Regions from separate parts of the Mus musculus genome. Here all the other regions are linked to region 1. A link is a contact called in public HiChIP or PLAC-seq and promoter capture Hi-C data. All regions are on one chromosome and are shown on one strand. Each heading gives the region's core, a stretch centred on a gene start, on an enhancer-like site or on the middle of the called end of the contact. The rest is flanking DNA. Distances are from core to core; before and after follow the strand shown.

Region 1 (4,186 bases), core at 600-3,099:
GCCTGGGCCATCAACTGCAACTCAAGCTGCACTTTCACCAATGGCCTTCCCTGGCATCTCACAGTGCCAAGCTAAGCTGCTCTCCATAACACTTTACGCCTTCAAAACTAGTACCACTTGGGTGATTCTTATACATTACCAAGTCTGGCTTCCAGCATGAGGTACATCCCCGGCTATTTCTAGAACACAGCTTCTTTCTGCTTTTAGAAAATACTTCCCAGAAGATTTCACCTCAGTGATGCTGGTCTCTTCATAATCACCACTAATTTCTTAGCTCCAGCTAAACAGCATCAATTGCCCCAGTAGTCCCTTCTATTCTTGACTCTAAAGCCAGAGCCACATGCCCGAAGCTGCTGAGTTCTGCTGCTTGCTGGAGCTGGGACATGGGCACCTTGTCTTATGACATTATCACCAACCTTTTGTTTTTCAACTCCTTCAGTGCCTAACTTGGCTGTCCTGGAACTTTCTCTGTAGATTATGCTGGCCTTGAACTCAGAGATCCTCCTGCCTTTGCCTCCAGAGCACCTGCCTGTCTCTAGAATGCTAGGATTAAATGTGTGTCCCATCACTGCCCGGCCTGCCCGGCTATCTACCCTCACTTCTTCTTTTTTTTTTTTTAAAGATTTATTTATTTATTATATGTAAGTAAGTACACTGTAGCTGTCTTCAGACACTACAGAAGAGGGAGTCAGATCTTGTTACAGATGGTTGTGAGCCACCATGTGGTTGCTGGGATTTGAACTCCGGACCTTCGGAAGAGCAGTCGGGTGCTCTTACCCACTGAGCCATCTCACCAGCCCCTACCCTCACTTCTTAATGCTTGTCTTACAGGTATTCACTATCAAACCCAGCTTCTAGAACTTCTTTTTCAGGCGTAACAGTAGACTATGCAGATGTAGCTCACTGGTAGAGGCTTGGCCGGACTTGAGGCCTTAGGGCTCCAAAGATACTGCACATTCCTACATAGTGGCACACTCTTAATTGCAGCACTTGGGTGGCAGAGGCAGGCAGATTTCTGAGAGTTCCAGGCCAGCCTGGTCTACATAGGGAATTCCAGGACAGACAGAGGTACATAGCGAGATTCTGTCTCTAACAAAACAAATCACTGGATAATATCCCATTTCCATGTAAACAGTCATTCGGGTTAGCTATTATAAATAATGACATACAAATATGTTAGAATCGGTGTTTTCTACGCGTTGGTTATACACCTAGACGTGGGACTGTCTGATCACGTGGTAACTACCGTGAGTTTTTTTTTTTTTTCAGTATTTTCTAGAGGTTGCAGCCTTTCCTACTAAATGCCCTCAAGAATTTTCTTAACACCTGTAATCATCCGAAAAAAAAAATTGCCTCCGATTCCTTTTCGCTGTTCTCGTGCTGCTGCGGCAGCAAAGGCGTTAAAATGGCATCCCTTTGATTCCAGGTCCGGAGGCAGAGGAAAGAGAACTTCCGTAAGTTCGAGGCCAGCCTAGTCTACATAGCGAGTTCCCCAGTTATGTTTCTCTCCAGCCAGAAATACATCCTGTCTCAAACAAATAAATTGATAAAAGGAATTCCTGGGTCTAGGGGAAACTGTTAGCAACCTATCTCCTCCAAGTCTTCCGAGGAACCCCCAGCGGTGGAAATGATGCGCAGGAATTGGTGCAGAAGCCAGATTGCGGGCCACTTCCGGGCGCTTCAAGATGACGGATTTTTCTCGTTCTGCGCATGCGTCCTTCCAGGGTTGCCGGGGCGACGGTGCCTTCCAACCCCGTGTCCACGCATAGTGAAGTTCGGCGTTCTCTCCTCCCCGCCTGCGGGGACCAGTCGCGCGGCGATGACGTCGAGGGGGTCTGGCTAGGCGTCGCGGACTCCGGAGATGGAGGAAAAGGAGCAGCTGCGGCGGCAGATACGCCTCCTGCAGGGTGAGCTGGCTGCGGTCGGGCCGTGTGTTCCCTTGTTTCTTGTGATCGCCGTAGACCCTCTCCGAAGCGAGTGCTGTCGGTTGCGGTCTCCCGATGGTCGTCATGGGTGGGCATCGGAGCGGCCGAGTCGGGTTCGGCCCTCGCGTGACAGACCCGCCAGGCTTCGGGGCGAGGGAGCGGGCCGGGCCTCCAAGGGGCTGTCAGGAGATGATAGCACGGTGGTCTTACCAGCGAGTGGTCGCGGCAGCCGACTTCCAGGTTCGGCTGGCTCGGAAGCGTTTCTCTTCCGCTGCCGTTGAGTGCCTTTGGCTCGATTCAGGCACAGCCCCCACGTACTCAGGGCTGACTACCCAGGCACCAGCTTCAGCTTCAAATGTTTAGACTCAAGTTGGTCTTTATAAGCGTTCATATCGTTTTCAAAGTTTCCCCCACAAAAGCATGTCCTAAGGAGAGTCCAAGTGGCCTTCCTATTTGAGACTACTTCGTGCGTTTCCCTAACACCCGACCGGAGGTGTCTGGCAGGATTCGAGGGTCGAGGCAGGCCCTGTGTGTGTGTGTGTTTGGTTATTGGGGATCCAGCGAGCCTGCTGGCGTTCCTTCACTCTTCTTCCAGGGCTCCATGAGTCACTTCATTGGAAAATCCTTGTGGTGGTGGTATCAGGTGTTTTTCTGTAGGAGATGATGTTAGTTAGCTGTTGGGTCATCATTGTGTTTTTGTTTTTTTGTTTTTTATTTCTGTCTGTCACGTACTGGGTTAGAGAAGCGTCAGTTCTGAGAAGACAGTTATGCACTATGGTGCAGTCCTGCAATTTTCCCCGTGAGTGGGTAAACTACAGGGCCTCAGTGGAAGACTTGTCCAGTTCTTACCCAGGCACCACAGGTTTCTGGTCCCTGACTGTTTTTTTTTGTTTTTTTGTTTTTTTTTTTGGTTTTTTTTGTTTTTTGTTTTTTGTTTTTTTTGTTTTTTTTTTTTTGGTATAGGGAGTGACACTTGCTCTCAGAACATTGTAGATCTCATAGGCCAGGGGGTAGAAGCAGTCATACCACAAAAGCTGCCATCTTCAGGATAAGCAAGCCAAATACTAATAGTGATGGAGAAGTGCTCACAGAATTGACAAGCCTAGAGATTTGGACTGAACTTTACATGGTTTCCAGTCACTTAGGACTGCTCTCAAGTCAGCAAGGCGAGCAGGTCTGGAGTATTAGGGTAGGGGTAGTAGTCTTGATTGGTGCTGTTTTTATTCACATCTCCTAGGTAACTGAGCGTGTGATTCTGCCTTCTCAGGTCTAATTGATGACTATAAAACACTCCACGGCAATGGCCCTGCCCTGGGCAACTCATCAGCTACTCGGTGGCAGCCACCCATGTTCCCGGGTGGCAGGACCTTTGGCGCCCGCTACTCCCGTCCAAGTCGGAGGGGCTTCTCCTCACACCATGGCCCTTCGTGGCGCAAGAAATACTCCCTTGTGAATCAGCCTGTGGAATCTTCTGACCCAGCCAGCGATCCTGCTTTTCAGACATCCCTCAGGTCTGAGGATAGCCAGCATCCTGAACCCCAGCAGTATGTACTGGAGAGACAGGTCCAGCTCAGTCCAGATCAGAATATGGTTATTAAGATCAAGCCACCATCAAAGTCAGGTGCCATCAATGCTTCAGGGGTCCAGCGGGGGTCCTTGGAAGGCTGTGATGACCCCTCTTGGAGTGGCCAAAGACCCCAAGGAAGTGAGGTTGAGGTCCCTGGTGGACAACTGCAGCCTGCAAGGCCAGGAAGAACCAAGGTGGGTTACAGTGTGGACGACCCCCTCTTGGTCTGCCAGAAGGAGCCTGGCAAGCCTCGGGTAGTGAAGTCTGTGGGCAGGGTGAGTGACAGCTCTCCCGAGCATCGGCGGACAGTCAGTGAAAATGAAGTGGCCCTCAGGGTACACTTCCCATCTGTCCTGCCCCATCACACTGCTGTGGCTCTGGGCAGGAAGGTAGGCCCTCATTCTACCAGCTATTCTGAACAGTTCATTGGAGACCAAAGAGCAAACACTGGCCACTCAGACCAGCCAGCTTCCTTGGGGCCAGTGGTGGCTTCAGTCAGACCAGCAACAGCCAGGCAGGTCAGGGAGGCCTCACTGCTCGTGTCCTGTCGAACCAGCAAGTTTCGGAAAAACAACTACAAATGGGTAGCTGCCTCAGAAAAGAGCCCACGGGTCGCTCGGAGAGCCCTCAGTCCCAGAACAACTCTGGAGAGCGGGAACAAGGCCACTTTGGGTACAGTTGGAAAGACAGAGAA
Region 2 (4,186 bases), core at 1,071-3,570, 980 kb before region 1:
TCAAACCTTTTACTTTCCTCTACCTGGTAAAGCTTTTCTTTCCACAAAGGCCCTGCCCTCCTCCAGTTCCCAAACGTGATCTGCAGCAGCTGACACCTCACCCTCTCCCTTTCATTTACTCCAAGCTGAATCTTTTTAAACTGAATCAGGCTGAATCAGGAAAAGACTATGAGGTGACCCCAGGCAATAGGAAAAAAGACACAGTCACCACCTGCCTTAGGATACACTCGAAGTGAGCTTCTGGCCCTCGAGGACTTGCTAGCCCGGTTAATTTCATTTTTGCAAAGATAAATAGCCTTGCTGCTTGTGCGTTCCTTTCTGCAGCATTTAGAACGTCTGTTTCCAGCCGCATTGCTGAGGGGGCTGGAGACAGAGCAGGAGCCCTCATCCATACCTAAGAGCAGAGCCCAGGATGACTCAGCAAGGACGTGCTAAGTGTGAGCACAGTGGAGATCCCCAGGGCTTGGGTCTGCAGCACTGCGGGGTGTGGAAGGCTCTGAGCTCTCTTGGTCTGGATACAGATGGAACGCTGTGTGCAGTCCTGGAAGAGCTTTGGGCCATTTTATTTGTCTGCAAGTGGAATTTAAATACGACACAGAGAAATGAAGACATGAGCTGGAGATGACCTGCCACTAGCTTGATGGCCCAAGTTCCATCCTCGGGACTCAATAGCCGAAGAGAAATGACTCCTTTAGAGTTTGTCTTCTGACATCTCTACAGAGGTCTTGACACATGCAGCCCTACAGACATACAAACTAAATAAGCAAAATATTCTGAAGGCTCATTTTCACCATTTTAAAAAATGTGTGTGTGTGTGTGTACACATGAATACTATTGATCTCATGGAGCTGGAGTTATAGGTGTTTTGTTTTGTTTTGTTTGTTTGTTTGTTTTTTGGTTTTTTGAGACAGGGTTTCTCTGTATAGCCTTGGCTATCCTGGAACTCACTCTGTAGACCAGGCTGGCCTTGAACTCAGAAATCCGCCTGCCTCTGCCTCCCAAGTGCTGGGATTAAAGGCATGTGCCACCTCTGTCAGGCATTATAGGTGGTTTTGAGTCACCTGACATGGATGCTGGGAATTGAACTTGAATCCTCAGGAAGAGCAGTATTTACTCTTAATTGTCAAGCCAAGGTAAAAAAAAAGTTTGGTTTTTTTTTTGTGTGTGTGTGTGTGTGTTTTTCTTTTTAAAGTAAAGAACTGGTGTCGGGCAGTAATGGCCCACGTCTTTAATTTCAGCACTAGCAAAGTGAGGCAGGTAGATAGCTCTGAGTTTGAGGCTAGTCTGGTCTACTGATCGAGTTACAGGACAGCCGGGGCTACACAGAGAAACCTGTCTCAAAAAACGAAAACATGAACAAACAAAAACAACAACAACAACACTGAATATTCCGAAGTCTGGGAGGGTGACAAACGCACTTGTAATGTGTTAAAGACGGATTTTAAGTTTGAGGCCAGCCCGGGTACACAGAGCAAGAGCTCGTCAAATACAAAAAACCCAAATGGCAGCTGAGGATGTAGCTCAGTAGGTAAAGGGCTTTCCTAGAATGGGTTTCACCTCCTCAGCTGTGTAAACCGGATATGGTGCCTGTAATCCTCGCACAAGAGAGATGAAGACGGGATTAGAGTTTCAAAGTCATCCTTCGCTACATAGGGAAGTTGAAGGTCAGCCTGGGCCATCTGAAATTCTCTCTCTTAAAAAAAATTAATAAGAAGTTAAAAGGGCCATGGAGTGGGTAGAGGTGCTCTCTGTGCAAGCCTGATGATGCGAGTTCCGTCATTAGAACCCATGGTGAAAGGAGTTGTCCTCCGATTTCCACACGGACACTGTTGGCACGTGCGTGCACATGCTTCACACACAATACACATTACAAAAAAAAAAAAAAAAATAGAAAAGAGAGCACATTTAAAGCTGTGCCTGAGTTACTACGAGAATAGTCAAGGAAATAAAAGGAGGAAAATAATAAAGGGAAGTTACAAACATGGAATACGCAGAGTATTTTAGACAATAGCTACCTTTCCAGAGTCAAGGAAGAGGTATATCTCAAGCTTAGGAACCCCAGCAGGGCTAGAACTAATAGAGTCACGCCACACCCACGTTAGGACACACCTGAGGTGACCCAGACCTCCAGAAGTGGGCGGGTACAGGTGAGAGCGGAACGGCCGGCTAGCGCGGCATCGGGGGCGGGGCCTCCGACAGAGGCAAGGCTCCCTCGGAGCTCCCGAGGGGCTGCGCGGTGGCGCAGGCGCATTGCAGCCTCGCGGGCGGCGCCCCCTGGCGGCGCCACCATCCTCGCGGGGGCGGAGTCGGAGGCGGGGGGTTGCGCTTGGTGACGGGGGACGCGCGGCCGCAGCGCACTGGACCAGCGGCGGAGACCCAGGACGTGAAGCGCTGGCTGCGGCGGCGACGGCGGCCGGGAGCCGCCGGGAGCTGGGGCGCAGCGTGCGGTCGGTGATGAGGGGCAGTGGCGGCGCTCCGGGCGCAGGGCCGGCTGGTGAGAGCGCGGGAGGTGGGCGGCGCGGGCCGGGAAGATGGCGGAGAGGCCTCGCTGCGGCCCCACGGCCTGGCCCAGGCGGAGGCCCCCCAGTCCAGTCGTGCTAGAAATCGGGGCCCCAGGTGACCCGGTAGGGGAGGGTCCGCAGGAGGACGCCGCGGCCAAGGGCCAGGGAGTGTGAAGGCGGGTTTGCGTAAGAGCAGGGGCCCGAGGGTGGTGGGTGTGAGGGTGCCATGGTCTGCACGCGTGCCCGGCCTTTGGATGGGCGTGAGTGCGTGTGTGTCCCTGGCCAAGATAGTTGTGTGCGAGCCCTTTGCTTGAGGTGGTTGGGGTTGGGGTGGACCTGATGGTGGGTGTGAGATGTGAGGGTGCCCGGCCTGCAGACAGGTGTGTGTAGTCAGCCCGAGGACAGGTGTGCGTGCGTTCTGTGTCCAGGCCCAGAGCCGGTGGTGTGCTTGTGCCCTTTCTGTGCACTGGGCTCCGGTCCGTTTGGGGGTGGTGAGAGATAGTGCTTGCCGAACGAGGATCTTGCGGGCTAGGCTTTGTCCGCGATGCCCGGCAGTCGGTGGGCGTCTCTGGGTCGGGTCGTGGCTTGCTTGCGCGTGGTGCGCCCTGGCTTCGCGGCAGGGCCTCTGCGGCAGGCTCGGGTGGTCCTCTCCCCGGCCTTTCAGACTTGGAACTCCCTGGGCGCCTGCTGTTTGGCAGGCGTGGGGTGGGTGGGGGCTGCGAGCCGGCAGGCTGTGCATCCCGGGCCAGGCAGGCTGTCTTTATTTTAAAACGTGCTGCCCGCTTCGGGCGCGGCAGCTGTGGGTGTGTTCCATGCTGCTGCTCACCGCAGCTGCTGTGGGCGCTACGCAACCTTCAGCCGCAAAAATGCGGCTGGACCCCCTCCCCCTTCAGTGTTGTTCGGGTTGGCCAGGCCTCCAGTGACCTCTGCAGAAAAACGTACAGTTGCAAGGCTTCAGTTCCTCCCGTGGTGCAGACAATACGGACGTTTGTCTTTGGGAGCTAGGGAGGGCAATTGAGCACTGCGTCCTGGGCGCAGTCTGTAAACAGCAGGTGGTTTTGTCCCTGCTCCCCTTTTTACAACGAACGTGGGGGGAAGGGAATTAGAAGGAGAGGTGTGACTGGATAGTCCGGAAAGCCAGTCTTCAAGGGATTCTGAGTGCCTAGGAGGGAATAGAGAGATGTGACTCCTTCCAGCTCGTGGTCTAATCAGCTGTCTTGTAAGAGTCTGGAGCAGAGTGAAAATGAGTGCTGGTTCTGGAGCCAGACTGACCGCCCTTGAGTCATGACTCCTCCTTTACTGGCTTTGTGGTATTAGGTAAGGTCTCTCTGCCTTTGGTTTCTTGGCTGTAAAATGGGTACACTAATAGTATTGGTCTCAGAATGCTGTTGTGAGGACTCTGTGACTTAAGACTTGTAAAATTTTTCACACCTGGGAAGTTTTGAGTGTTAGGAATTGTTCTTGCTACGAAATTGCAAGCTGTCAGGGTTAGGTATAGGTTGGACTGTGTGTTACAAAGTGCATAAACTAAGTGTGTGTGTGTGTTAAAATTGTAATTTCGTCTGAATTTTGCTATGTGCTCAGGTAGGTTTCAAACTCATGATCTTGTCTGGCATGCATTGCCATGCTTGGCACAAAGTACTTGTGTGTGTGCAAGTATGTATGTGTGTGTGCATACATGTAAT
Region 3 (4,186 bases), core at 673-3,172, 870 kb before region 1:
TGGGGGAAACAAAGTGTTGAGCAGAACATACATAGTGCAGCTGTGTCAATGACCTGTCTGTTAAAAGAAATAGCTCATGCTCTGCAGGGCCCAACACTGATACTTTAGGTCTCCCAAATGACAATGACTCAGAAATCCTTCCTCAGAAGTCTAGTAAGGGCTAGGCATGGAGTTGTACACCTTCAATTCCAGCACAGAGGAAGGCAAGAGGGAGGTAGATCTATGAGTCCGAAGCGCACCTAGTCTATTTATAGTCTGTTTATCCTTACAGTGACATCCTAGCCAAAAAAAAAAAAAAAAAAAAAAAAAAGGAAGGAAAGAAAAGAGAAGAAGAAAAGGGGCTGGGAGACGCCTTTCTGTATAGCTCTTACTGAACATGAGGACCTGATTTCAGACCACAGAACCTATGTAAAAGCAGGATACAGGTGACACAGCTCTGTAGCCAGCACTGGAGTCAACAGAAGACTCCCTGAACCTTACTGGCTGGCTAGCCCACTATTGAGTTCTAGTAGATTTGCATGTTTGCTTGTAAAATGGGGGTGGGAGGGTGGGGTGGAGAAATGGTTCAGCAGTTATGAGCATTTACCGATCTTGCAAAAGACCCCAGCCTGGTTTCCAGAACCAACATGGTATGTCACAGCCACATGGAACTGATGCAGGTGCCCCCTTTTGACCTGAAGCTTTCACATGCACATGGTGTATTTTCCTACGACTAGGGAAAGTAAATATTTTCTAAAGTGAAGTAAATCCCAGACCTCTCTTCCCACCAGACTGACAACAGAGGATTCCTCCAGAGCCAGTAGCCTAACATCCTGACCCTCCACGTAGATGTGCCTTTGGAGTTAAAGAAGTCTAACACAGCTTAGTGAGTGCCAGGCTCTGGGGTTTTTTTTTTGTTTTTGTTTTTTAAAGGATCCTGTGAACAGATGGTGTGCAGCATCTGAGACCAAGGCCCTGAGTTTGAACTCCAGAGATAGCGGATTTCTAGGGTATAACTAGGCAGAGAAATCCCTGAGGAAGAGCAACTCTCACCCTCTGTGGTCCTTGTCTCCTATTCGGGTACCTCCTCTTCACTGAGAAACCATGTCTTAAATTCACGAGATTCATAACGATCCAAGCCAAAACTGCTAAAGCGTTCCAGCTGAGAAGCCACATACAAAAGATCCTGAGCCTGAATGATTCTTGCTATCCTGGGTCAGTAGACTTCCTGTGGGCAAAACACCTTACCCTCAGAACTATGCTACAGTCCTCAGCCCACAACAGAATGGAAAACCAGGGCCTAGGCCTTACGCAAAGCCGCAGCAAGGGACAAGACTGGGGACCAGAAAGACTGATGAAGCCCAGGGTTTGCTTGCTTCTAACATCTCCTACGAGTCCTTAAGGCACGCGTCCCTGGGGAACCCCGCGTGACTGTCCTTGATCTGGCTCTAGCTTAAGATAATAGGACTGCCTAACTGACAGGACAAGCCAACCAAACACCTGTCATAAGAGGAACCGGTGGCAGCCCGCCTGGCCTCCAAGCAAGGATTGCTTCTGGGTGATGCTACTGCACACAGGACACAGCGGTCTCTGCGGCATACAGACGCGCACGCTCGGATCCTTGGAGAAAACAAAAAGCCCGGAACATCAACTGACCCGGGCGAGCCTGGAGCCACAGGCCGAGACCGGCCTCGCCCGCCCCTAGGTCTCCCTTCGCTTGCGGCCCATCCCCGCGCGCCGGCGGCACCTCCCGAGAATCCGCCTCAGCCGTGGTCTTCAAGCGCCAGTCCCCGTCGAACCTGCCGTCCAAGTGCCCTGACCACTAACGGCTGCTTGACTCTCAGCTCGACTCGAATCCCAGCCCCGCGGCCCCCGCTCATCCGCCTCCCCGACTACCAAGGCCTGCAACCCTTCCTCGCCCAGCAAGCCTCGCCCAGCTCCGCGCAGCGCCGGGGCGCGCTGTGATGACGCAACAACTCATAGGCCCGCCCCCTCCCCGGGGGGCTCAGAGCATCTGCAGCACCGCCCGGCGGCCGCTCTCATTGGCTAAGGACAGGACTTTACGGTGGCGGCGGGAGATTTCCCCTAAACTCACGTTCGGGCTGCCATGGAGCGGCTCGCGACCGTTCGCGCGCGGCTACAGGAGTGGGAACGCGCTTTTGCACGGCTGCACGGGCGACGGCCAGCGAAGGTGAGGTGGAGTTAGGGTCCGGACAGGGGCGGCAAGTGGGGGATCCTGGCGCAGCCTGTTGCTGACAAGCTTCTCTCCTAGGGGGATGTGGAGGCGGCACCTGAAGAGACCCGCGGTGAGCACTGGGCTGGTGGACCAGGGACAGGGCGAATGTTAGTGGGTATGCCCCTGACCGCCGACTTCTGCCTTCCCAGCGCTCTACCGTGAGTACCGTAACCTAAAGCAGGCGGTGCGTCAGGCTGACGACAGACATCGTGTCCTAGAGCAATCACTTGCCGAGGCAGCTGAGGAGGTATCAGTGAATCCCACTCTCAGCGGTCTGTGGTCCAAATGGCAGGAACCGAGAGCATTTTGCAGCCGTGCCTCCATGGAGCACAGAAGTTGGGTGGCCAGGTCCTCCCATGGGGGTTAGGGGAAGCTTTAGAGGCACTTCTGTGCCCATGCCATCTTTTAAACTGGTCTAGGTTGCTACTATCTACTGCAGGCACAGGAGCCAAGCTGCTGGGGTCCCCACCTGAGTCGAGCTGCAACGCAGAATACGCAGTCTATGCCAAAACAGAGCCTACTGAGTTCTGTACAAGACTATGGGAAGAGGCTCAAAGCCAATCTGAAAAACACAACACAGGTAAGACGTGGAGGTGAACCCAGAACTGCCTTTGGCCCTTGGGTGGTTTGCCAGGGTCCTTCTATGTCCACCCTTCCTTATAGCACGCACGTACGCTCCTGTAATAACTGGGACTAGGTTCCTAACGGTGCTCAGGCATCTCCACTCTTATTGTCTGTCCCAAACTTCTGCAGTAACCCAGGTCCTGAATTCCGATTTGCTGTTCTGTCTTTCTAGACTGGACCAACCCAGAGCAGAAAACTCCAGCTTCAGAAGAGATCCTTGTCCACAGTTCCTGCCCCAAGGCCACCAGGCTCAAAGACTGAATCCCCCTGTCCAGACGAAGCTGACGATGCACTTCCTCGGGTTCCTGAGCCCCGGCCGAGGCTGGGCCAGCTCCAGCAGCTCCGATCATCCCTCAGCCGGAGGTTGACTTCCCTAGACCCTGGTTGGTTAGAGAGGTGTCACAACAGAGTTTCAGATCTTCTAGAGGTTCCGGGTGCTTGTGGGCTTGACCTGAGTGCAGAGGAGTCACAGCCTCAGATGTCAGGCAAGGTGAACATCGCTGATCCTGACATCCAGTCAGAAGTATCTGTACAGAGCCCAGAGGCCATAGCCCAACAGCCAGCCCAGGTTTTGTCACAGAGCCCCAAATCCATCAACAGTAAAGGCAGGAAGCGGAAGTGGAATGAGAAGGGGGAGGACTTTGCACAAGACCAGCCCAGCAGCGGAGCAGGACCCCTGTCTGAGGGAGCCAGGGCTACAGTACATGGGCAAGACCCTCCAGGAGAACCCACACAAGTGAATGTCCCTCAGCCATGCAATTCCTCAAACCAGGCCAGGACAGAGAAGGCTAAGGGCACAACCCACCTCCATGCCTCTCCTCGACCAGCTTCCCTAGACAGAGGGAACTATATTCGACTCAACATGAAAAACAAACGCTTTGTACGAGTTGGGGCCAATCGGGGCAGGCTTCTCCGTAAGCAGGTGAGATGTGCTGAATGGAACAGGCCAGCCTCCTCTCCTCTCCTCTCCTCTCCTCCTCCCTCCCCCTCCCCTCCCCTCCCCTCCTCCTGTCTCTTCCCGTCTACTCCTGAATGGTTCTTCCATGTGTGGCCCTTCCCCAGGTATGGAAGCAAAAGTGGAAGAAGAAACAAGCTGCGTTTGGGGGAAGTGGACCCAGGGCCACAGACAAGGACACTTGTTTCCGGTGTGGGCAGTTTGGTCACTGGGCATCCCAGTGTTCCCAACCAGGTAAGCCTCTCCCTTAAGTATTGGGTCATTTGCCCACCGTGGGTGCTAGGGAATCACTTACACAAATGAAAGGCTCCAGCAGCCCTTGACCCTGGTCCAGGCCCCACCCTGACCGTCCAAGAGGAAGGTGACAGGGATGACAAACAGCCCATTTCCAC
Region 4 (4,186 bases), core at 440-2,939, 840 kb after region 1:
ATGAAGACTTCTCTGCAGAGGGCCTGGCTTCTCTAGCACAAGCCTGGCAACATCTGGTACCTCTAACTCTAAGATTACTCAAGTACACTGTAGCCCTCTCCCAGAAGAGTTAATGTGAGTGGTCTGTCAGTAGAATGGGCAGGAGTCCACCACTAAGGGAAGCTAGCTCCCCAACAATGGGGCTGGGTGGAAACTGGAGGACTCATGAGAATTCCTAGTTTAAGACTTTTAGAGAAACAGTGCACGGCACTGTGGTTATATGGCCTTTCCCTCCAAAGAGAAGGTGATGGCCCCGTTGTCATCCTGGAGTAGGGATAATGTTGGCCCAGGAGCCCTGGCAATAAATAGAGTCAGAAGAGCAAAACAGCAATAGGTCTGTGATAATGGGCAGAACTCTCTATACTCAGAAGGGAGGACTGTCACCTGGGGTTCCAGCCATGACTCCCTCCTGTTCTCCGCCAAGCACAAGTGGTCTCAGAAGATACTAGAATATAGAGGATACAGAGGATTTACTGAAAGAGGGACTCCGTGTACTGCTTTTATGATGGGGTGAGATTTGGTGGTGACTAAGCTGCTCAGAATTTATGCATATTCCTGTAAGTGACCTCACCCATCCTCTGGGGGAAAAAAAGCCTCATAACCTCATTGGGTGGTGACATTGGCAGGGTTTATCACTTGGATCTTTCCTTGCCGCTTTTTCTTTGTTTGCAGAGGCTTGCTGTCTCCTGCTCTTTCTTTCACATACACTTCTTCATGCATGAGCCAATACCGAGCACAGCATGTGACAGAATTAGAGAGACAACATTTCTTGCTTGCTCTCTTCCTCTTACCACTGTGCTGGGTTATGCGGTGTTGGAGGCAAACTGTTTGCTTATATGATATATTATAGGGTAAGAAGGAAGGGGTTTTTAGTGGTGCTCGGGCAGAGGCCATGGAGTGTAAGCAGCCTTCCCTGCTTAAGTGGGGTGCGCTCAGCTTCACTGATGCTGTGGTCCATTTTGGGACTCAGTTGTCCTGTGAGCACAGCTGTTCATTTGCTGTGGTATCATCTCAGGATGATTTCCAGCTCAGGTCTCTACCTCTGTCCAGCACACACAGCCCCATACATCCCCAAACACATCAGACACTGCTTGGTAACTTCCATCCCAGTTGCCAGTTAGTTCTTGCCTCAGGACTCTCACTTTGTGGATGCAAGAGCCTACTGGGGGCTTGCTCACCAGAGCCAGTCTTTAAGTATTTGTAAATTGTTTTCCTGCTTATAGGAAGGAGGGCCATTGGCTCTGAGCCACTGCAAACCATACCTTCTATTTAGACACAGAAAAAAGCCAGGTAGTGGAGGCAGAAGTATCAGCGGCTGTTGTGCACCCCTTTGATAGCTGTGTGTTGGAGCCAGCCTGTTCTACTGAGCAAGTCCTAGGACAGCCAAAGCTACACAGAGAAACTTTGTCTCAAAAAAAAAAAAAAAAGTCAAAAAAAAACCCAAAATAAACAAACAAAAAACACGAAGCTAAACAAAACAAAAACTAGTAAAGGGCTGAGCAACTTGACTTCTTCCCTTGCTTTCTAATTGGCAAGCACAAGTCAACTGTGGCCTCTGGCCCTCGGCCCTCTCAGTTCTCCTGCACCATGGTTCCTCCCCAACTGCTATAAATCTGGCTTGATCAGGTCACAAACAAATCTTGCTACCTCTTAACCAATAAACATGATGGCCTGGAAAAGGTTAAGTACTGAAACCCCTCCCTCTTCAGGATGCCAGCTGGGAGGAGCTGAAGGAAATTAAAGTACTTCAGTCCACATCTGACAGAACTTGCCACTGTGCCTGCAACCTTGTCTGAGAGGAAGTAAGGACTGGTGTGAGGAGGGAGCTGCTAGGTGACAAAGGGAAGAGCCCTCAGGATAGGGCTGGGGTTGGGAGTGTGGGATTAGGAAGGAAGAGCTGGGTGGGTGGTGGGTGAGAGAAGTAGGCAGACATGTATTCCTCAGGGAAAGCTGTGTGGAGGGTTGGAGGGAGGGAAGATCGGATGCCTGAGCTCTGTGAGAGCCCAGGGATGTGATTGGGGGTCTATTAATTGGCTCCAACTTCCAAGGTTTTATCTGTGCAGCCCTTCTCTGAGGATGGACACTTCTCACACTACAAAGTCCTGTTTGCTGATTCTTCTTGTGGCCCTACTGTGTGCAGAAAGAGGTGAGGTAGAAAATGAGAGAGGGGCAGAAGGATACAATGGAGATGGAAAAGGGCCTCAGGGTTGTGGGTACACCTACACTTCCATTGTGTGCCCAGTACCCGAGATGTGCTGGGGTCATGGGATTGGGAATGGGCTTGTGGTGGGTGAAGCCTTCTGTGGTGGGGTGCTTTACTGGGTCTGTAAACCTGTCAGAACCTGCCTTGCAACCATCACCACATACCAAAAGGACACGTGGAGCTCAGTATCTCTGCCACAGAACCTGGCCACCAGAGCAGCCTGTCCTTAGACTCTACCCTTCTGCACTGGCCTCCCAATCAGGACACTGGCCTGTGTGCACACAAACTGGAAGAGCCTTCTTTTTCTCCCCAGATGCCAAGTCAATGGATTTGGAATCCTTATTGCCTGGACTTTGACTTTTCCTTATGTCCCAGCCCATGCCACATGAGACCCAAATGCTATGCCTTCTGTACTCTAAGAAATTCTGAGCTCTAAGATACGCCTATACTTGTAGTTACATGTGTATTGCAGGAAGCCTCATGGTGAGCCTCAGCTTTAAGCTGACTCTGGGAAGTTCTGTGCTTTGTCATGCTCCAATACCCAGGGGCCAGCTCTGCAGGTGTAGGGTAGGACAGGTCAGAAGAGCCCTCTCTATTTGGTGGCCCCAGCATCTACTTACACACCCACTCACTGCTTCAGCGGACATTTGGTATCTATATCTTCCCAATATGGTGGCTGTCTCTTTAATATCTCTTGGGGTGCACATGTCTCCTGTGGGGCTGTGTAGCTGAGACAGCAGTACCAGGCATCTTTAAACAACAGTGGTTCTTGGTTCACTCTTGACTGAACAGTAATGTCCTTGCTCTGACCTAGCAGCCAGCAGCTGTGTGCAAGTAAAGACATTGGAGAGGAGGGGTCTGGGCTAGGAATTGCATGTACTAGCCCTCATGTATTGGCTTGTCTCTCAGCTCAGGGACTGGAGTGTTACCAGTGCTATGGAGTCCCATTTGAGACTTCTTGCCCATCAATTACCTGCCCCTACCCTGATGGAGTCTGTGTTACTCAGGAGGCAGCAGTTATTGTGGGTAAGTTCTTTGTGGCCTATATAAAGATGGCTGAGGGTGGCTTTGGAGAAAATGTCGAGTCTGGGCACTTGTTGTGGACCATGGTTCCCCTCCCCCCAAGTAGAGCTTTCCTTGTGTTGGAGGAGAACTCTTGCAAAGTGGGGGCTGTTGGGGTCCAGGGATGTGCTGGGATGTGATCATCAAGCAGGGCTGCCCATTGGCATTCACAGTGTTTATCATCCCATTTTGTTGCCAGTGTAGTCACGTGATGATCCTGCCTATACTTTAGGTCTATGGTCTCACTGGCTCACTGACAGACTAGGAGAGCTGGAAGCATCTAGTGAGTCTTTGCATATAATGAAGGAATCTGGAATGACTTAGGAATGTTGATAAAAAGAGATATTAGTACATATCAGATCCTCCAAAGTTTCTTTGGTTTCTAGGCATATCCTCAGATATACAAGGCAGGAGCAGCCCCACCCTGCTATCCAGTTTCCCTTCCCTGAGCATATCCTGCCTGTGTCCTGTCTCCTAGGAAATAATTGCCTGGAGAACTGAAAGAGTCTGAGATGCTGGTTGCCCTTTCTGCTGTGCCACTGGGCGATCTTACACTGGGCTGTGTCTTTGTGGTGTGTGCATGTGTGTGTGTCCATAAATGTGGGTACACATGTATGAACATATGTGATGTAATGTATACAAAGGTCAGAGGACATCCTTAACTACTGATCCTCAGGCATTGCTTGCTGTTTTATGCAAATGAGCCTTGGATCTCCAGAAACTGGAATTAGGAATGGTTGTGTGTCTCAGAACCAAACCCTGGGCTTCTGTAAGAGCAACAAGTACTGTTAACTGCTGAGTCATGTCTCCAACTCGTTTACTGAGACAAGATCTTTCACCAGGACCTAGGATTTGCCAACTATGCTGGGTGGGCCAGAGTTT
Region 5 (4,186 bases), core at 916-3,415, 830 kb before region 1:
CAAAGTGGTTAAGACCACTAGCTTCTTACTGGGGGTTGGTAGCCAAGGCCTGCAACCCCAGCACATGGAAACCAGAGGCAGATATACCGCTGAGTTTAAGATCAGTCTGGTCGACTGGAGAGATGGTTCAGTGGGTAAGAGCACTGACTGCTCTTCTGAAGGTACTGAGTTCAAATCCCAGCAACCACATGGTGGCTCACAACCACCCGTAATGAGATCTGATGCCCTCTTCTGGTGTGGCAGCTACAGTGTTATAATAAATAAATCTTTAAAAGAGAGAGAGAGCGCGCAGGGTGTGGTGGCACACGCCTTTAATCCTAGCACTCGGGAGGCAGAGGCAGGTGGATTTCTGAGTTTGAGGCCAGCCTGGTCTACAGAGTGAGTTCCAGGACAGCCAAGACTGCACAGAGAAGCCCTGTCTCAAAAAAAAAAAAAAAAAAAAAAAAAAAAAAAAAAGAAAGAAAGAAAGAAAAAGAAAAAAGAATCTAATAAGAACAAGTCTTTTTAAAAATAAGTTTTCTTTCTTCCTTTCTAAAAAGGTCTCCTCTGTACATATAGCAATTTTCATTTCTATCACTCAGGAAAACACGGGTTGTTACACAGCCCATAAGCAAAAAAAGACTCGAAATGACTGGAAAGGAGTTGGATGACTTATCCACACCTAAGAGACAGGAGAACCGCAGCAAATTTGAGGCTAGCCTGAGCTATACGGCAAGTTTAAGGTCAGCTTAGGCTACATAGTGAGACCCTATCTCAAAAACAAAAAGTAAAGGAACTGGTGAGATGCCTCAGAGCTTGAGAGCACAGGTGGCTGCTTTTCCAGAGCACCAGGATTTAGTTCCCAGTAACCACAGGGTGGCTCACAACTACAAAATGACAGTTCCAGGAGATCCACAAAGATATCCTCTAACCACTTACACGTGGATCATGGCATGTACCCACCCCAAAACGATAAATAAATAAATAATACTTAAAAGAATTATTCCTTAAAAAAAAAAAAAAAGAGGCGGGGAATAGGAAGGCCTGAGCCAACAGGGAAGGAAGTCAAACCAGGCCTTAGGAGAGGAAAACCCTCCCCGCCTCCCGCCCCCCCCCCCCAAAAAAAACCTCCTTGGGCAAAAACTAGCAACAGAGGCAGACTAGCAGCCCTTGAGAGACCTGAAAGTCCCATCACCATGACAACATGAAGCCAGCGGGTTAGGGCAGGTCTCATTAGGCCTCCAGTCCCTCAACCCAACCGGCTCTCATGCTGAGCTAGTGGCAGCTTTGGTTTCCATGAAGTGAATCAGGTGGCCTTCTAAAGAGCCAGGGTGTTTAAAGCAAGACAAAGCCTCCAAAGAAAACCCCAATCCTATAAGGGAAGACCTAGGGAGCAAAGACACCCAAGAGGGCTCACTGAGGTCTGCCCTCTCGCCTCTACCTTCACCACCCAAGTAAGGATATGGAAGAAAAGTGGAGCAGTCAGGAGTCAGCTAACTTTGCTCTACCTCCCAAGCCAATACACACTTCTCTTCTGCACCCGTAATAATTAATCCTCCTTGTCTCTAGCCTCTAGCACTGGTTCCGTCAGGAACCCAAAGGAGCCCAAACAGTTTTCACAAGCTCATTTACATTCCTCTCCCAACCACAATCCAGGAGGCACAGCCTCCAGAAAAGGGGCACTTGAAGCCGTAAGAGGCTCTAGAGTGTGCTTTGACTGAACACCAAAGCCCACATGAAGCACAGGAAAGTCCCTTCGCGGTCCTAAGGTCAGAATGAAGACTGTCGATGGATTTGCCCGACCAACAGGTTGCAAGAACTTCCTTCACTGATAGGTTTCACAAAAACAAAAACAAAAACTAACAACAACAAAAACCCACCCTCCGCTGGCCGCCTCGCTGGCGCCCCTTCTGCAGGCCCCTCACGACCCGCTCCATTGCCGGGCCAGCACCGGGCCGCAGAAGAACCGGCGCTGGCTCACCCGCTATGCCCCGCCCAGCCGTGCTGGGCCTCCCCCGCGTCCCCAGATAGACCCGACCCTCACTCACAATCGCCGGCCTTCTCACCTGGAACCTCCCTGGCCGCTCCCTGAACCCGGCCCGGCCGACCCTGGAGCCCGGCGCTGCTCCAGGCGCCACGGGGGCGGGCCCCGCGCCCATCCTCGCCATGGCAACGCGACACTTCCGGCCCGAGGTGTCCCGAGCGGAAGCCGCGGTGCTGGGCGGGAAGGCTGGGCGGGAAGGCTGGGCTGAGTCGTTTTGCGAGGGCGGGGCCTAAGGAGCGTCCTCCAGGGACAGAGTCATCCACTGTAGATTGACAGGGGCGGGGTCAGCTCCGGTAGCTGATTGGTTGATACTGTGGAAGATTTTTTTTTTTTTTTTAATTCCCGTGCTCTATTCTGTGGTACTAACACCCTGATGTCCGGGGTAGGGCGGGAAGGGCAAATGTTCAGGTGTTCCCGGAAGGGTGATCTTTATTTATCCTATCCTTTGATTAAAGGGTAGGAGTCCCTCGTTGCTCGAAAGAGGATGGGCAGCAGTTTGGGTGATGGTTGGACCCTGGGACACTGTGATCAGGGAGAAGCAGTCCCGATGAGGAGCCTTGAATGTCAGTTCAAGGAGCCAGGCTTTAACTGGAACCAAGGAAGGACCAGTGGAAAGGGAGACCTCAGACTTGCAGGAGAGAATGTCTTCTTTAGTGAATAGGTCTGAGGCCATAGGGATATTTGACAGGTGAGACACAGGAACTCTCAGCTAGAGCTCTGAGGACGAAAAGCAGAGGGGCAGGAGGTGATAGGATTGGGGGTGGGGAGGGGAGACAGATGAGAGCTAAAAGAAGAATCTGAGATAAGATCACAACCCAGCCAGGGGCAGAACTGTCAGAGGAAGTGAAGTCCCACTGTGCTCATCCTCCTTGTGTGTCCCCATTCCCTCCTCCACTCATGACTGTACCTTCCTTGGCACCTGCCAGGGTCTCTGTCCTGTTGATGGTACAATGGGGAGGGGCTTCACAGGAAAAGGTGAATTCTCAAAAGCTTTTAGTGCTCATGAAGGTCTTGGATTGTTGGCTCTGACACCAACCTCTGCCATCAGCGCTCTAATCAGACCCTCAATGCAAAGCTGCCCATTGTAGTAGCCAGGAGAACTTAGAACATAGATGGTGACTGAGCCCAAGAATAGAGCCACCAATTAGATGGCCATGCCTATATGGGCACCTACAACATACTCATGGGAAGATCACTTAAGTCTCTGTATCCTCCTCTTGTTCCTGAGGACAGACTCTATTCCCTTTTTGGTCCAGAAGGTCTGTCAATCTGTATCCCCACCCCCATCAAGTCCTGAGCAGACTCCCCACCTAAGGCTTGACTTTTTTGTTTGTTATTGTTTTTTCTTTTTTCTTTTTTTTTTTTTTTTTGTTTGTTTTTTTGAGACAGGGCTTCTCTGTATAGCCCTGGCTGTCCTGGAACTCACTTTGTAGACCAGGCTGGCCTCAAACTTAGAAATCCGCCTGCCTCTGCCTCCCTAGTGCTGGGATTAAAGGCGTGCGCCACCACTGCCCGGCAGGCTTGACTTCTTTTGGCTGCTTTGTCTTAACCCCTGGGAATTCCCCATCTCTCTCAGGGTAGTTTTGCTGGAGAAGTCACTTCCCGTCTGTTTAATGGGAGCTAGGGACCTAGCCCAGGCAGATAGGGTATTCTGGGGTAGACCTCTTTCAAGGGCTTTTCCTTCTAGGTTTTAGGGTATGCCCAGACACCCAAAGGCAACCTGGGAGTGGAGATTGATTTCGGGGGCCACCAAAAGTCCCTACTGGAATCTTTTCTGCCCTTCCCTCCAAGATTAACTGAAACCTGCTAATTGTGGCTGCCCACACACGTTCCCCTCCCCCACAGCCTCTTTCTGTCACCCCTCCCCCTTTCATCAGAATGATAAAGAAAGGGCCTGGCCTGCCTGTCCCAGCATGGCCTCGGGCTGGGACCTGGCCTCAACTTACACTCCGACTACCCCGAGCCCCCAGTTAGCCCTGGCTCCGGCCCAGGGCTACCTCCCTTGTATGGGGCCTCGCGACAACTCTCAGCTGAGGCCTCCAGAGGCAGAGTCTCTTTCGAAGACCCCCAAGAGGAGGAAGAAGAGATACCTACGGCATGACAAGCCCCCCTACACCTACTTGGCCATGATCGCCTTGGTAATTCAGGCCGCACCCTTCCGCA
Region 6 (4,186 bases), core at 644-3,143, 670 kb before region 1:
TATTTATTGTATGAGTGCTCTGCTGCATATACACCCACATGCCAGAAGAGGACATCAGTTACCCTTATAGATGGTTGTGAGCCACCATGCGGTTGCTGGGAATTGAACTCAGGACCTCTCAGAAGAGCAGCCAGGGCTCATAACTGCCGAGCCATCTCACCAGCCCTGTCTGCACACTTTTTTTTTTTTCAAGACAGGGTTTCTCTGTGTAGCCCTGGCTGTCCTGGAACTCTATAGACCAGGTTGACCTCGAACTCAGAAATTTGCCTGCCTCTGCCTCCTGAGTGCTGGGATTAAAGGCGTGTGCCACCACTCACGTTAAATTTCAACAGTGAAGCTGTCTGCATATCGCAATCATCCATTCCAGCCTTTCCTCCTTGAATCAGGCCCTGGAACTCTGACATCGGTGCCATCTCTTTGGCACAGGTCTCCATAGAACCATCCTTCCTGATGGCTCTGGTCATCCTCTGGTCTCTTCACTCCCATGGCCTCTTGGAGGCTGACAGCTGTAAGGCTGAATGTCAATGAATAGCTGTCTCCAAGGAGGACTTTCATTCTCTTGGATGGTGTGGATTCATCTCTGGCTTTAGTGGCAGCCTAGGCCTCAACCTTCCACTTTTAGTTTTTGGTTTCAAACTGGAAGCTGGTGTAGCCAACGTGCTAGCCCAGGAGAATGTGGAAGCCTCGTATTCACTTAACAGAGGAAGGAGCGGGAAAGGCATGGCAGAGCTCACACGACTTACCTTCACTTCAGGCTCCCAAAGAGACTTTTTCTTTCACTCTGCCTCCTTTTGGGGTCACTATTCACAAAGACCTAGCCCTTGCCTTGCCAAGGACCAGATGAAAGACTGGGCCAGCAACAAAGGAATGCTCGGAGACACTGACCAGGTTGGCTCTGATCCACAAAAGTCCAAGCCTGGGTTCGCTTTTCTCTGCATATGTACAAAGACACCACCGGCAGGGCAGCCCAGATTGCTCATCATGAGATGTGTCGTGAAGAAAGTGTGACCTGAGGGAAGGAGTCAGTGGATACTACAGAAGTGGAGGGAGCTTAATAGGAAGACTAGTAGCATCCTGTAGGAGAGGCTACCAACCTTGTCCTATAGAGGTGCTTCTTAGGCCTGCTATTCCCCAGAAGAGAAAGCCACTATTCTCCTTGGTCCTTTATAGTGTTTCTGAAGGAAATTAGGTGCTTCCTCAGGTCTAGAATGTATGCACGGCGGTGTCTAAATCAGGCACGTTGCTTGTCGGGCCCTCGACAGCACTGTGGGGCGGTAGAGGAAGAGGCCATGGTGACTGGTGAGTTGCTTCTTTTAACTAACTGGGCAGTTGCACACATTTGCTGTAATGCGAAGCTGGGTATTTCTCCAGTTTGATCCTTTGACAGGCTATGTGCTCCAAGGTACATTTAAACTGGTTCCTGCCTAGCAGCTAGGGATCTTTCGGAGAACGATGCTGCCAGAGCAGATAAGTCTGTCGGTTGTGCGCTCAAAAATGGATTTGGAACCGCAAGACGTCAGCGCAGTTTCATAAATGACCTACACTCAAACCGCTGCTGGGGATGACGAAAGGATGTTTTTACATAAGTGGGACAAGAGGCAAGCAAGAGGTCAGAGGAAGTGCGTAGCTGCCAGGGAGCCAGGAGCCGGGGCAGTTCTCCTCCCGCTTGCTCCTCGCAGTGAGACAGCACCTCGGACCTCTTCCACCGAAGTTCACAGCCAAGCTGCACACTAGTTGCTTCTGCCAGCCTGTGACTGCAATTCCCAGAGTGCTATACGTCACCAGCTCCCGGTGCCTTCAACTCCCAGGAGGCTCCGCGCTCTGCTCCCGCGACTCCCAGCGTGCTCCGCGTCTTCGATTAGGCTCCGCCTCCGCTCGGCCTCGGACTACAAATGGACTCTCCAGTTGACGCCACAGCCAGTCAGCTGCTCCGCAGCATCGCAGCCTCAGCGTCGCAGAGGTAGTCGTGCGCTGCGCCGGCTACGGAGGCCGGCAGGGGGCGGCGGCGGAGGCCGTTGCTCAGGGTCCAGAGGCGGGGCCGCGGGCTCCAAGCGCTGAGAGCCGGCGGAGCACGACTGGGCCGCGACGAGGTGCGGGCCGAAGCCATGGGCGACCGCGGAGGCGCGGGAAGCTCTCGGCGTCGGAGGACCGGCTCGCGGGTTTCCGTCCAGGGTGGTAGTGGGCCCAAGGTAGAAGAGGACGAGGTGCGAGACGCGGCTGTGAGCCCCGACTTGGGCGCCGGGGGTGACGCGCCGGCTCCGGCTCCGGCTCCAGCCCATACCCGGGACAAAGACGGGCGGACCAGCGTGGGCGACGGCTACTGGGATCTGAGGTAGCGGAGTGCCTGATCCCCTTACATCTGACCTCTCCAGTGACGCTCCTAGTTCTTAAAAGTTGGCCACAGCTTTGCGAGTTACGCGGCCGGGGCTCCCCTGGGGCTGTACTGGGACACGGGCTTTGGGGAGAGGGTCACTTGCCAAGGTCACCCAGGTGTGGTCGTGTAGCCGACCAGGGAGTCTGGGTAGAGGAGTGGGCAGCAGCCCCCTTTCCATATTGCTTAGGAAAGTAAGCACACCTTGAGGCAGAGTCCCTTGAGGTCCTTTCTGAGGAGTGGGTAGCAGGAAATGTGAGCCCCGGGGGGGTGGGGGGTGGAGATGAATGGGCTTTCTTCAGTGGAAGGAGGCTGATGTTTTCCAGGGAGGGTTATGATGAAGAGTTACCTTTGCAAAAACTACGAGGGGTGTCCTGTGGGTAGAGAAGGCTGCTAGAGGCTCCAGAGGACACACGCCTGTTTGAGGCGATGGGTATGGGCGTTTGCTCGGGGCAGAGGACAGTACAGGAAGCTTTCTAGTACTAACAGGCTGCATGGCTTATTCACCCCTCTTCCAGCAAGTAGGAGGGCCTGAAGGAAGCCCAGCTTATGTTACCAGAATGACTTCGGGCTATAGGGGCAGAGCTGACTACTAAGTGAGACTTTCATCCCGTGGTTGGAGTACCGGAGAGAGGTTTGGTATGAACACACCTATGGGAGAGGCCCTGCTTAGCTGAAGAAATGGAGACTGTCTCCTACAAAGCCGGCCCTGAGACTCTTTTTGGTGATCATCATGGGACCCTTTAGTAGCTCTGGGTTAGGAAGTACCTGAGGGGCTTGGAGGAAGTGGCTATCTAGGGTGGCAAAGTCTGGTTCTCTTTGTATCAACAATCTTTTTCTAGTGGGCACGGTGCCCCCCACGCCCCAGCTGCCCTAGGGTGTTCACAGTTCACCCAGGAGATAAGATAACTTCAGTGTGAGGCAGGTATGGCATATTATGAACAAAGGTCAGGTAAGGAGGCCTTGGAGGCAAGAGTGGGGGAGGAGGTTGGCCCTCCTTAGAGGGATCATGATTTTCTGTAAATCAAAGCTGGTCTTGAGAGAGGCTGGCCTCCCATTTTCCACCTGAAAAGATGTTGTGTGTGTGCGCTCTCTCTCAAACAAACACACAAACAGGGTTTCTCTGTGTAGCCCTGGTTGTCCTGGAACTAGTTCTGTAGATCAGGCTAGCCTCAAACAGCTCCACCTGTGTCTGTCTCCCAAGTGGTGGGATTAAAGGTGCCCGCTGCATCAGAAAAGATGTTAAGGGTCCTATGTCCTAAGGTCCTGTGATCCTAACAATCCCCTATTCTGAATGCCCTCATTGTCCTTTCCTTTAGGAGTCAGGAGTTTGGCTAGTATGACCTCTGGAGCAGTGGGGAAAGTATCTTTTTATCTTTGAGGTCTCAGTTGTAGGCCAAGTTACTATGCAGGGATAGGCAAGAGAGAACAGTCACACCTCCTGATGACCATTGAACTCAGTGTACTCCGGTGGGAGGCTTGTGCAAGCTAGGAAAGATGTCTATGTGTGTGGAAAGGGTCTGTGCTGTGGCCCCTTCTCCTCCATAGATGGATGTTGCATTATGGGGATGGGGAGTTTGTCATCCCCCAGTGGGCAGTGGGCCTCAATCCATGTTGGGGATGTCACAGGGCCGGAAGCCTCCTAGGTGAGGAGCTAGATTCCATCCCTCCACATTGGTGGGCCAGGCTCTGCCTGCCCTCTTGGAGTTGGCCTGTAGCTCAGCCTATTGCAGCTCTTCCCTTGCCAGCTCCCCCTCCCCCTGCTGCTGTTGCTCTTGGCAGCCCAGCTCAACTCTCACCCTTCCTCTTGACTCC
Region 7 (4,186 bases), core at 917-3,416, 630 kb after region 1:
TGAGGAACAGGGCTTCAGGATGTCATCTGAGCTTTGAGTACATAACATAACATTACATTACATACATTCATACATGTTCACCCACATTTATGGACACACACACACACAAAGACACAGCACAGTGTAAGATTGTCTAATGGCACAGCAGAAAGGGAATCCAGTCTCTTAGATTCTTACAGTTCCCCAGGCAGTTATATCTAGGACCTACTCCAGGAGACAGGCAGGCTGTGGTCAGGAACAGTGGATAAAAAGGCAGGGCTGCTCCTGCCTTGTCTATATGGAAGATTTGCCTAGAAACTGACACTTCGGAGGGGCTGGTATGTCCTAAGATCTCCTTTCTATCAACATTCCTAAGTCATTCCTTTAGCCTAAGCTCCAGATTCCTTCTTTATATGCAAAGACTCATTAGATGCTTCCAGCTCTCCTGGTCTGTCAGTGATCCAATGAGATCCTAGACATAAAGTACTGGCAAGAGCATCACATAACTGCACTGATGACAGATGAACACCATCCATGCAAATGGGCAGCCCTGCTTTAAAATCCACATTTCAGCACATCCCTGGACTCCAACGTTCCCCACATTGCAGGAGTCTCACTTCAATCACAGGAAAGCTGTACTTGGAGGGAGGGAAACCATGGTCCACAAGTAACAGACCCAACATTTGCTCCAAAGCCACACTCAGCCACCTTTTATAGGCCACAGGGCACATACCCACAATAACTTCTTCTTCCTGAGTAACACAGAATCCATCAGAGTAGGGGCAGGTCATTGTTTTGCAGGAAGTCTCAAGTGGGACCCCCAGGCAACAGTAGCACTCCAGCCCCTGAGCTGAGAAAGAAGACAATACATGAGTGCTAGGGCATGCCCTTCCTAGGCCAAACATGTCCTCTCAATGTCTTTAAGTCCACACAGCTGCTGGCCACTAGAACAGAGCAAGGACATTGCTGCCCATTCACCTCCACGAAAAGCAAAAGCAAAACAAGAGCATCCATTGTTCAAATGTGCTCTGTACTGCTGTCTCAACTAGCCAGCCCCACAGAAGAGACCTGCACCCCTAGAGGTATTTGAGACACATTCACCATATTGGGAAGACATAGATACCAAATGTCTGCTGAACCTGTGAGTGGGTGTGTAAGTAGTTACTGGGGCCCTCAGATGGAGAGGGCTCTTCTGACCTGTCCCACCCTTAACATGCAGAGCTGGCCCCTGGTTATTGGCCCATGACAGATCACATAACTTCCCACTGTCCAGCTCAAAGCTGAGGCTCACTATGAGGCTTCCCCAAATAAAGATGTGACTAGAAGTATAGAGGCATCTGAGAGCTCAGAGCTCTTAGAGTTGTGAAGTTCTGGCATTCAGGTCTCATTGGCTGGGGCAAAAGGAAAAGCCAAATGTCAGGCATTAAGGATTCCACACCACTTAACTTGGCAGCTGGGAGGAAAAGAAGGCTCTGCCAGTTTGTGTGCACACAGGCCAGTGTCCTGACTGGGAGGCCAGGGCAGCAGGGTAGAGTCTAAGGACAGACTGCTCTGGTGGCCAGGGTTCCTGGCACAGGTAGTGAGGTCCAAGAGTCCTTCTGGCATGTTTTGATTGTTGCAAAGCAGGGTCTGGTTTACAGACCCAGTAAAGCACCCCAGCACAGGAGGCTTCACCCACCACAAGCAAATCCCCAGTCGACTGGCCACAGCATACCCAGGGTCCTGGGCACACAATAGGAGTACCTACAACCCTGAGGCCCTTTTCCATCTCCATTGTACCCTCCTGCTCCTCTCCCATTTTCCATCTCACCTCCTTCTGCACACAATAGGGCCACAAGAAGGATGAACACACAGGTCCTTGTAGCATGAGAACTGTCCATCCTTGGAGAAAGGGTACACAGATAAAACCTTGGAAGTTGGAGCCAGTTAATAAATCACCAATCACATCCCTGGGCTCTCACAGAGCTCAGGCATCCAATCTTCCCTCCCTCCAACCCCCACACAGCTTTCACCAAGGAATACATGTCTGTCTACTTCTCTCACCCACCACCCACCCAGCGTTTCCTTCATAATCCCACACTCCCACCACAGCCCTATCCTGAGGGCTCTTCCCTTTGTCACCTAGCAGCTCCCTCCTGACACCAGTCCTTACTTCCTCCCGGACCAGGTTGCAGGCACAGTGGAAAGGTCAATCAGATGTGGACTGAAGTACTTTACTCTTTCCCCAGCTCCTCCCAGCTGGATTCCTGAAAAGGGAGGGGCTTCAGTACTTACTTCCTTCTGACCATCATGTTTATTTTGTAAGAGATAGCATGGTTTGTTGGTGACCTAGTCAGCTAGATTTATATCAGTTGGTGAGGGACAACCACTCAGTTGGGGCGGGACCATTATTCAGGAGGACTAGGATGTCAGAAGAGCAGGGGCCACAGGTGACTTGTGCTTGCCATTCAGAAAGCAAGGTAAGGGGGCAAATGTTTGTGAACCTACAACCTCTCATGCCTTTCTCACAGCGGCTGGCTCCTTTCTATTCACTTCTATAAGATTCGGGATGCACTTTAGACTTTCCTCTTAGGTCAGATGTTAGGCACGTCTGATTAGGTTCTCTCCTATCTTTTACAAGCCCTAGGCAGAGGGGAGAGGAAGCCAGAGAAACGGGCAGTTTACATTGTTGGAACTAAAGTCCACAGATTCTTTCTCATTATTTTTTCCTTTTAGTCTTGAAGGCTGGGTTTGAGAGATGAGAGATGGCTTGCAGATACTTTGGTACCTGTTGGAGTGGCTAGATCACGGCACAAAGCCCCTCTCTGATGGATATTAGAGCAGGGTGGGGGGAAGAGATTTAACTATAATTTGACTTCTAAGTTACAACAATAGTGGGCCGATGATGTCCAGATAGCTTCCTTACCAAGAATAAAAAGACTAGTGAGAAATAGTTGTCTAAATAATATCACAGATGGATTCAAATCTAATGTATAGGGAGTGTGATCTCCTGAATTGTTTAAAAAGAATATACCTTACTTTTAAAAAGAATTATGTTTTCACCATATGTAATAGCATTCATATTCTCATGTGCTTTTAAATTTTTAAAATATTTTTAAATTAAGCTGTTACATCATTTCCCCCTTCCTTTCCTCCCATATAACCCACTTGGACTCCCAAATTTTATTTTATTGTTGTTATCCCCAAACAAAAACACTTGAACACATATGTTCCTGACTATATAAATACAAGGTGCTCAGGCTGTATAATGTTAGTTGTAGGAATCTGATTTCAGAGCTGAGTACTTGGCCTTAGTTTGGGAGCTCTTCCCCATGGAAGACTGTTTAACTCTCACAATTACTTTTTGGTACCTGCAGTTCTTTGTCTAAGGCTGGGACCTACAAGGTTTACCCTTCTGTGATAGCGGGTCTGTCTGTTTTTGTTATCTGGAGCCAAGTCTTGTTTAGGCAGCCATGCTGTCAAGATTTCATAGGTATGAGAACACTTCCTACTTGTCAGGGTCAAAGGGACTGCCACTCTCCCAAATTCTGGCACCCATTTCCTTCTTTCCCAAACCAGTCATTCATCATTGCTATCAGAAGGGACAAGTGGCACTCTGTGGTACCTACTGGCATACCAAGACAGGCCCTGGCCTTCAGGCTCCCTCAGTACCTGTGGCTCCTCTCAGCTGTTCTCACCTGACCCCTGTCCTAAACATCCCTTGCTTCTCATTCCTATATAACCCTGCCATTTGAACCATGAACCTTCTTGTCCCCCCCCCTTCCTTTTGCTCTCTCCTTTTGTCTTCCTCTCTTTTTCATCCTCCATCACTCCCCCCCCCACCCACCCATGGCATGTTTGGTCTACTCTTTTCCGAACTCCTCCAGATGCCTCTAGCTGTACTCTCCTTCACATCTTCAGTAAAGCCTTCCCCTCAACCATACCTTAGAGCAGTCAGGCCCTCACATTACACACTGTTTCCTGGGCTCTTAGAGTTTTCCCACTTTTCCCATCTTCTTCAGTAAACTCCAGAGCTGTGTTGTAGATATATCAGTTTGGAGCAGGACATTGCGTGACCACTAGGTCTCTGCATTTTGATTAGCTGAGATTTTCTCTGACGGTCTCAGTTTGTTACAAGTGAAGTTTTTTGGATGATAGGTAAGGACTATATTGATTTCTGAGTTGCCATTACTGTTGGCATTTGATCTAGCCTCTGCCCCACAGTTAC

Evidence for each region. Promoter capture Hi-C pulls out the DNA fragments that hold promoters and counts their contacts. HiChIP or PLAC-seq counts read pairs in DNA pulled down with a chosen protein or histone mark.
Region 2: a promoter capture Hi-C map of pre-B cells shows a contact between it and region 1, with 2.7 times the contacts expected there. The contact joins the promoter of Arhgap39 here to the promoter of Zc3h3 in region 1. A contact is called at or near these places in 1 of 39 promoter capture datasets (pre-B cells) and 2 of 115 datasets of contacts at active chromatin or transcription factors (bone marrow-derived macrophages and pancreatic cancer cells).
Region 3: a promoter capture Hi-C map of pre-B cells shows a contact between it and region 1, with 3 times the contacts expected there. The contact joins the promoter of Lrrc14 here to the promoter of Zc3h3 in region 1. A contact is called at or near these places in 1 of 39 promoter capture datasets (pre-B cells) and 2 of 115 datasets of contacts at active chromatin or transcription factors (bone marrow-derived macrophages and pancreatic cancer cells).
Region 4: a contact with region 1 is called in a FOXA1 HiChIP or PLAC-seq map of pancreatic cancer cells. The contact joins the promoter of Ly6a here to the promoter of Zc3h3 in region 1. A contact is called at or near these places in 2 of 115 datasets of contacts at active chromatin or transcription factors (embryonic stem cells and pancreatic cancer cells).
Region 5: a contact with region 1 is called in a promoter capture Hi-C map of liver, with 2.0 times the contacts expected there. The contact joins the promoter of Ppp1r16a here to the promoter of Zc3h3 in region 1. A contact is called at or near these places in 2 of 39 promoter capture datasets (both in liver).
Region 6: a contact with region 1 is called in a promoter capture Hi-C map of stem cell-derived epiblast-like cells, with 3 times the contacts expected there. The contact joins the promoter of Dgat1 here to the promoter of Zc3h3 in region 1. A contact is called at or near these places in 5 of 39 promoter capture datasets (hippocampal neurons, liver, pre-B cells and 1 more).
Region 7: a promoter capture Hi-C map of liver shows a contact between it and region 1, with 2.7 times the contacts expected there. The contact joins the promoter of Ly6g2 here to the promoter of Zc3h3 in region 1. A contact is called at or near these places in 2 of 39 promoter capture datasets (the 3T3-L1 cell line and liver).

Annotation. Positions count from the first base shown.
Region 1 is chr15:75,839,571-75,843,756 of GRCm38.p6, reverse strand. Zc3h3 (zinc finger CCCH type containing 3) reads left to right here and starts at 1,849. Exons shown (of 12, transcript NM_172121.1): 1 at 1,849-1,907; 2 at 3,193-4,186. The coding sequence starts at 1,862. Gm34851 (a long non-coding RNA gene) reads right to left here and starts at 252. Exons shown (of 2, transcript XR_384203.2): 1 at 1-252.
Region 2 is chr15:76,816,300-76,820,485 of GRCm38.p6, reverse strand. It overlaps Arhgap39 (Rho GTPase activating protein 39), which reads left to right and starts at 2,320. Exons shown (of 12, transcript NM_001168288.2): 1 at 2,320-2,494.
Region 3 is chr15:76,708,377-76,712,562 of GRCm38.p6, reverse strand. It overlaps Lrrc14 (leucine rich repeat containing 14), which reads right to left and starts at 1,922. Exons shown (of 4, transcript NM_001358891.1): 1 at 1,636-1,922. Recql4 (RecQ protein-like 4) reads left to right here and starts at 2,004. Exons shown (of 22, transcript NM_058214.3): 1 at 2,004-2,170; 2 at 2,252-2,285; 3 at 2,365-2,462; 4 at 2,655-2,795; 5 at 3,012-3,761; 6 at 3,902-4,028; 7 at 4,129-4,186. The coding sequence starts at 2,087.
Region 4 is chr15:74,995,534-74,999,719 of GRCm38.p6, reverse strand. It overlaps Ly6a (lymphocyte antigen 6 complex, locus A), which reads left to right and starts at 1,689. Exons shown (of 4, transcript NM_001271419.1): 1 at 1,689-1,841; 2 at 2,103-2,185; 3 at 3,152-3,268. The coding sequence starts at 2,116. The region is part of intron 1 of Gm28068 (a long non-coding RNA gene); the gene reads right to left.
Region 5 is chr15:76,669,622-76,673,807 of GRCm38.p6, reverse strand. It overlaps Ppp1r16a (protein phosphatase 1, regulatory subunit 16A), which reads right to left and starts at 2,165. Exons shown (of 12, transcript NM_001358933.1): 1 at 2,046-2,165. It overlaps Foxh1 (forkhead box H1), which reads left to right and starts at 3,860. Exons shown (of 3, transcript NM_007989.4): 1 at 3,860-4,186. The coding sequence starts at 3,937.
Region 6 is chr15:76,509,701-76,513,886 of GRCm38.p6, reverse strand. Dgat1 (diacylglycerol O-acyltransferase 1) reads left to right here and starts at 1,893. Exons shown (of 17, transcript NM_010046.3): 1 at 1,893-2,332. The coding sequence starts at 2,106.
Region 7 is chr15:75,214,358-75,218,543 of GRCm38.p6, reverse strand. Ly6g2 (lymphocyte antigen 6 complex, locus G2) reads right to left here and starts at 2,166. Exons shown (of 5, transcript NM_001371105.1): 1 at 2,132-2,166; 2 at 1,790-1,860; 3 at 713-829. The coding sequence starts at 1,859.